Regions from separate parts of the Mus musculus genome. Here region 1 is linked to region 2. A link is a contact called in public HiChIP or PLAC-seq data. All regions are on one chromosome and are shown on one strand. The core of a region is the stretch at or near the end of the contact, and the rest is flanking DNA. Distances in the headings are between cores, read along the strand shown.

The links. HiChIP or PLAC-seq counts read pairs in DNA pulled down with a chosen protein or histone mark.
Region 1: an H3K4me3 HiChIP or PLAC-seq map of embryonic stem cells shows a contact between it and region 2, with 4 times the contacts expected there. The contact joins the promoter of Foxq1 here to the promoter of Dusp22 in region 2. A contact is called at or near these places in 2 of 39 promoter capture datasets (embryonic stem cells and hippocampal neurons), 3 of 484 Hi-C or Micro-C datasets (all in embryonic stem cells), 3 of 115 datasets of contacts at active chromatin or transcription factors (the NIH/3T3 cell line, embryonic stem cells and pancreatic cancer cells) and 1 of 9 other capture datasets (embryonic stem cells).

The regions. Positions count from the first base shown.
Region 1 is chr13:31,556,525-31,559,977 of GRCm38.p6, forward strand. It overlaps Foxq1 (forkhead box Q1), which reads left to right and starts at 1,646. Exons shown (of 1, transcript NM_008239.4): 1 at 1,646-3,453. The coding sequence starts at 2,393.
Region 2 is chr13:30,658,281-30,661,844 of GRCm38.p6, forward strand. Dusp22 (dual specificity phosphatase 22) reads left to right here and starts at 1,779. Exons shown (of 7, transcript NM_001037955.4): 1 at 1,779-1,866. The coding sequence starts at 1,846. Gm35158 (a long non-coding RNA gene) reads right to left here and starts at 1,763. Exons shown (of 3, transcript XR_382157.3): 1 at 1,171-1,763.

The sequences.
Region 1 (3,453 bases), core at 396-2,895, 900 kb after region 2:
GGCATTTCCTCGCCTAACCAAGATCAAGGTAAGGAGAGTATCTGCTGCAGCTAGTGAGAGGTGGTGACGGATGAAGTGCGGGACTGGCAGTGAGGTGGACTGGCAGTGAGTGGATTAGCAGCCACTGGTGTTCCTAGGCCTGGAATCTCCCTATTGCCTATTGCCTATTGAGTCTTAACCCTCCTAAATGTATCTCCTCCATAAAACAGGCACGCTGAGTTCAAATAAGGACAACCTTCATTAACAATGTCTTTTATCCCTGGCCAAATCAATGCTTTGTCACCTTGCACTGGGCTAATTCTCATCCCAACGCACTCCCCTGGCCAGGACCTAGGGACCATCCATTTGCGGGCAGGAGCTAAGAGGAACCCCTTGAAAGAGGCTGTTTTTCGAGGCTGGAGGAACGCACCACGTGGTAAACAGTTACTCCCTGCATACTACAAAACATCAGATTCCTGCTGGCTGTCAAGATGCCCACTGCATTCTGAGCGCCTTTACGGCTTCTTGACTTAAGAGAAGAGAAGCTTGTGTATGCTTTCCACACAAATGGTGGAAAGTAATAAAATAAACTTCAAACATGCTCTCCCACATAGTCGCAGCCTCAACATTATTCGCAACAAAAGCAGGAAGAAGGAGGAAGCTGGCGTGGTAGGCATAGGGTCAAAAGTGCACCCTTCCTAGTGCAAGGCCCCTTTCCTTGGAGAACTGACACAGAGTTGTCAGGGAGTCGGAGGAGTTGCAGAAGAGGCCTCCTTTCCTGTTTGACACCCGTGCCACTAAAGCCAAGGCAAGTTCTAGAGCACAGTTGCAGACAAATAGCGATAAACACGCCTTGCCTTTGCCTCATGCCCCAAGGAACACACATCCTCCCGTGATTCTTGTTGATTGCTAGACCCGGGCACTGCATGGCTGTGGGCAAAGCCCACGTCACAAGACTTCGGAAGGGACTCAAGGCAGGCAGAGCCGGGCACCTCTCTTGCAAAGCGGCCTCCCGGTAAAAGTATGGGGCGTTGCCTCCTTCCCCCCAGAGCCTCCAGCCAGGTATGACAAAATAAAAGTGAAAGTCGGAAGCCGGCTAAGAAACAAGAGGCACGATCAACCAAAAAGAATCATAGAATTTCAAGCTCGTGGTTTTTACTTGTTACAAGGGGTAAAGTTGGCCATAGAGAGGAAGTAAGAGGAAGGGCACGAAAGAGGTCAATGCAAAGGCTGTTCCACGGGGTGTCTGCAGTTCAGCGATTCAATTATCACCAGGGATTTCCTTTCCTAAGAATATTGGCTCTCCTTGCCAAAAAAATCCGCAGGCTGCACGCAGCGCGCAGCTCAGGACGGCGGCCAGACCTATGCAACCAGTCCCTCGGCCTAAGCCCTTTTAGGTGTCTCTCTGGAGCGTCCAAAAAGTGTCAGCTCTACCAGGTATAGGAGAGCAATCGTCTTGGTGAGTCCGGGGGGCGCAGAAACCCACTCGGTGGCCGCGGGAAGCCAGAAGCTCCTACCTGCGCAGCGGGGCGGGCGGGGCAGCCGCACAGGCGCGCACACTCGCGCGCACACCCTAGCCGTGCGCTCGCTCCCCATTGGCGAGACCGAAAGGGCGGGGCCGGCCAGACCCAAAACAAACAACCTGCGCCCGCGGAGACTCTGTGGCCGCGCCGCCGCGTGGCCTCGGCCTGATGAACGCCTTGGGGGGAGCCGCGGCCACCTCGGCCACCTAGTTCCCCCACCCCCTGGCCGTGGGCGCCCAGGCCCCGCCCGCGCGGAGCCGCCGCAGGGTTATATTGGGCCGGACCGAAGGTGGAGGCGAGATTCTGCTGCGGCCGGCCAGCGCGGACATGCTGCCCGGGAAGCCGGGGGTGGCAAGGCGGCTGCGGGTGCGGCGGCCTCGAAGACTCCTTTCTATGGGCTCTCGAGGCTGAAGACGTCCTATCCTCAAAAGTAGCGGGTGCGCCAGCAGACGTCAGGTCGGTGCCTGAGACCTAGACATCCAGCGAAGGAACACTTTTGGACGCCCAGACCGATAGCATAAGCGCCGGCTCGGTCCTCCCAGCACGAAATCCTAAGGCTGGTGTGTCCTGGCCCCCGCTTCGCAGGGTGGCCCCTCATTCCTCGCTTGTCTTCCGCTCAAAGTCTCTAAACCTCGGAGTAAGGACAGCACTGCACCAACTTCTATCACTCCACTCCTCACTTCACCCAACAATCAAAACCCCTCCCAAAAAAAATCCCAGCGGAGGAGAACCTTTCGGAAAAGCGTCTCTCTCGGAAAGACGCAGGAGCGGTCCCTCCCAGGAGAAGACAGACTCAGCGGGCCACGGGATCGCCACTCCGGGCGCCACTCGCTTCCTACGACCTCGCAGGAAAGGGGTAACTGTGCCGGACTGGAAGCACCAGCGCCGGCATGAAATTGGAGGTGTTCGTCCCACGCGCAGCCCACGGGGACAAAATGGGCAGCGATCTGGAGGGGGCCGGCAGCAGCGACGTGCCATCTCCACTGTCCGCGGCTGGTGACGACTCCTTAGGCTCAGACGGGGACTGTGCAGCCAACAGCCCGGCGGCGGGCAGCGGCGCCGGGGATCTGGAAGGTGGCGGCGGCGAGAGGAATTCGAGTGGCGGGCCGAGCGCCCAAGACGGTCCGGAGGCAACTGATGACAGCAGAACGCAGGCCTCCGCGGCAGGGCCGTGCGCGGGCGGCGTGGGCGGCGGCGAGGGCGCGCGCAGCAAGCCGTACACGCGGCGGCCCAAGCCCCCATACTCCTACATCGCTCTCATCGCCATGGCCATCCGCGACTCCGCGGGCGGACGCCTGACACTGGCCGAGATCAACGAGTACCTCATGGGCAAGTTCCCCTTTTTCCGGGGCAGCTACACGGGCTGGCGCAACTCCGTGCGCCACAACCTCTCGCTCAACGACTGTTTCGTCAAGGTGCTGCGCGACCCCTCGCGGCCCTGGGGCAAGGACAACTACTGGATGCTCAACCCCAACAGCGAATACACCTTCGCCGACGGGGTCTTCCGCCGCCGCCGCAAGCGCCTCAGCCACCGGACCACAGTCTCCGCGTCCGGGCTGCGGCCGGAGGAAGCCCCACCCGGACCTGCCGGGACCCCGCAGCCCGCGCCCGCCGCCCGCTCCTCCCCGATCGCGCGCTCGCCGGCTCGCCAGGAGGAGCGCTCCAGCCCTGCGAGCAAGTTCTCCAGCTCCTTCGCCATCGACAGCATTCTCAGCAAGCCTTTTCGCAGCCGCCGCGACGGCGACTCGGCTCTGGGGGTGCAGCTACCCTGGGGCGCCGCTCCCTGCCCGCCGCTGCGCGCCTATCCCGCGCTCCTTCCCGCGGCGCCCGGTGGCGCTCTGCTACCGCTCTGTGCTTACGGCGCAAGCGAGCCTACGCTGCTGGCGTCGCGCGGGACCGAGGTGCAGCCCGCGGCGCCCCTTCTGCTGGCGCCCCTCTCCACCGCGGCTCC
Region 2 (3,564 bases), core at 529-3,028:
AGGGTGTGTGTGTGTGTGCACTCATAACTATGGTCAGAGGACAACTTACAAAACTTGGTTCTCTCTTTCCACTGTGTGGTTGTCAGGGACAAAATTCAGGTCATCTGGCTTGGCAGTGAGTAACTTTCCCAGCTAGGCCAGCTCAACAGCAGTTCTTTTTTTCTGGCTGGCTTGCTTGTTTGTTTGTTTGTTTGTTTTTAGAACCTCCCCACTGGTTTCTCAGCCAAGATCCCCATTAATTATTTTGGCATATGTTTAGTCTATGTTATGCTAGCTTCTGCCCCAGAAGACATATGACTAAGTAGTGAATAAGACAGAAAGACCTCTTTCAGGAAGTTATTAGCTTATGAGATAGGTCAATATTAAGCAATTAAGTATAATTTCTGATCCTAAGTGTATGAAAAAAATATGACACAGTAATGTCATAGGTACCTGGAGTATATCTTATAAACTGGATGCTTTAGTTGAGAGAAGAATCTATGGGGAGATGACCTTTGTACTAAGACCTCAAAAAAGCTATGCAAAGAATTGGGCGTTGAGATGTCAGTAACACAGGACCCTGTGTAAGATCAAGCCTAGGATGTCTAAGAAAAAACAGAGCAGCCCCTGGGGCTGATTCCAGGAAGGGGGAGGGTGATCTAAGGCCAGCAGAATTGGGCTTGAAACATGGCATTATCTTCATTCAACAAGTACTGGCATCTACTGGGTGTAGGGCGTTGTCAAGAATACAAAATGGAAATGAGAAACCTTTAGTTCAGTGGTTCTCAATCTTCCTAATGCTGTGACTCTTTAATATGGCTACTCATAACTTGGTGACCCCCAACCATAAAATTATTTTCATAACTGTAATTATTTTCATAACTGTAATTTTGCTACTGTTTTAAATAGTAATGTTAAGTATCTGTGTTTTCTGAGGGTCTTGGGTTACCCAAGTGAAAGGGATGTTCAAACCCCCAGGTCTTAGTGCCTATAAAGGAAATTAAAATTTTACCAAGGATAAGCCAGGCACGGTGGTGCACACCTTTAATCCCAGGTGCACACCTTTAATCCCAGCACTCGGGAGGCAGAGGCAGGTGGATTTCTGAGTTCGAGGCCAGCCTGGTCTACAAAGTGAGTTCCAGGACAGCCAGGGCCAGGGCTACACAGATGTCTCGGGGAAAAAAAAATTACCAAGGATGATAGATGGCCCACATGCTAGAATGCATGCACACGCTAGACAAAACCGCAGTGCAGGTACGTGGGGGCTTTCTGGGGGTAGTCATTGCAACACACTGCCCTGAAAAAGACCATTTAGAGACAGTTGGGTTCCTCTCCTCGACCAGGGTCACGTCTCTGCAGAGGTGAGTCACCTAGCCCACCTTTCCCAGAGCATGCTCCTTCTCGGTCTGAGTTGGGTGGGGCAGGGCCCACAGGAATCCCCCGCCTTGTTGGCTCAGAAAACCCAGACAGGGGAGCCCCTCTAACAGGGGAGTCAAGGCCTGAGACACTGCCCGTAACTGGCACCAGGGAGCCCCAGGGGAAACCGCCTTTAGGGACTTGGGGACCCCCCTACCGCTGCGCCTGCCTCCGTCCACCCCACCCCCCACCCGGCGCGCGTGCGCAAACTGCAGGGTTGTAGGCTGGGGCTCATGCGCGAGCACGAGCGCGTGCGCGCTGGGCGTCCGGCCGCGGGGGCGAGGGCCGCTGTCCCCGACGTCCGCACGGCCGGACAGTAATGCCGCGTCCCGGGTGGAGCGCGCAGCGAGCGCCGCCCTGGCGCCGCCTCCCGCTGCCCCGCCCGCCTGCCCGCCCGGCTGCGCGCCCGGTCTCCTCCCGCGAGCGCGGAGCGGCGAGCCCGGCGCGGCCATGGGGAGTGGGATGAGCCAGGTAACGTCCGGTCCCGGCCGCACCCTCTTTTCTGCAGCCTCCGCAGCCCTGACCCGCACAGCGTGCCCCTTTGAGAGCGGGGGACCCATGCTGGAGCTGGTCTGTCTCCCTCCCCTGAGACCGGGCCCCTTGACGTCTGCCACCCACAGCATTGGTGAACCGGGCCAGATGGGCGGCTTCTGTAATTTCCTCTTTTCCCCAGATTTGTGTGCGCGTGCACAGATAAGCCACTCTGGTGGGGGAAGTTCACGGAAACCCTAGAACTGACATGGCTTTCGGTGTCTGGAGCTGGTTGACCCTGGGTTGTGGGGCTTCCTTAGGGCAACCTGTTGGCTGGCTGTTGTGGCCGCAAGGCCTTCTAGAAACTCTTTCTTTGCCCCTGTGGTGGCCCAAACCTTCTGGGCCGGTTTTCTCACCCCTACCCCCTAGATTGAGGATGATCTGGCGGTGACAGTCCTCCGGGTTCTATTTGTGTCAGTCTCAAGGTTAAGGAACTTGCTGGTTCAAAGAGAAATCTTACTAAGGCTCTGGATGCCCAGGACTAAGACAAGTACTTCTACAAGTATTTTAAATGGTCCTGGGTTTGGTTAGCTTCTGGTGTTACCCCCCATCTTGTCTCCACTTACTTTATCCATCATGTTTATAGGTTCTAACGGTGTGGCTCGCTTTCTCCCCTTCTTTCTTCACCCTTTCACATTTGTCTCTGCTTTGTGGCGAGGGGCTCTGCAGTGGTTTAGTTACTTCCATGGGAATGATTATTGAGGCAGAGATCCAAGACCGAGGAGGGAACGAACATGTCTTTGATGGAAGCCTGCATGCTCCTTGCACAGTCTCCATGTTTTTGTGCGTTGTGACTTTTGTGTGTTGGTGACTAGGATTTTATTATTTTATTATTATTATTATATTATTATTATTATTATTATTATTTTCGCCAGTGATCAAATTTGAAACAAACTCCCTCTCATGAATATATGCTTGTATTATGTTCCCATTAGCACAGGGATCAGTCATCGCTCTGAGCTTTCTGCTTTTAAAATTAGACCGGTTGAAGATGTCCGCCTGGGGCTGACAGACTCTGCTTGCTTTCCCTTGACATTTCTAGTTGGCGCCACTGTTTACTGTCCCTTTCTGCATTTGGTTTCTAGTATTTTATATTCTAATTGAAAGAATGGGTTTAGGTATACAAGTGATTGATTGCCTAAGGGATATTCTTTTCATACTTCTCAGCGAAGGTGGCAGTATTCATATCCACATTGTGCTATTTACTTCTTATAGTAGATTCCTTGACTATTTTATTATCATAACCAGCTTGTACAGACACAGTTTCTAGTGTAGAGATGGAAAACTATACGGACAGAGAAATGTAGATGTTCAGTGGTTCAATACTTACAGTCTGTACTGAATATATGTTAGGTGTAGTGCTTTTGGGAACAGAGGGAGGAAAGCCAGCAGAAAGGACCAAGAAGTCTGTTACAGACCTCCTCAATGTAGGACACTGCTTGTTCAGTACAAATATAATGTGAACCAGATACATCATTTACATTTTCCTAGTGAAATTTCTTTGAAGAGTTAGAACAGATGATCACCATGTAAAGAATATTATTAAACTGAGAATATTTAAAGTATTTTAACACGCAACCAATAAATAAATTATTTATGCAATACCTTTTTTTTTTTTCCCTGTGGAGTCTTAAATTC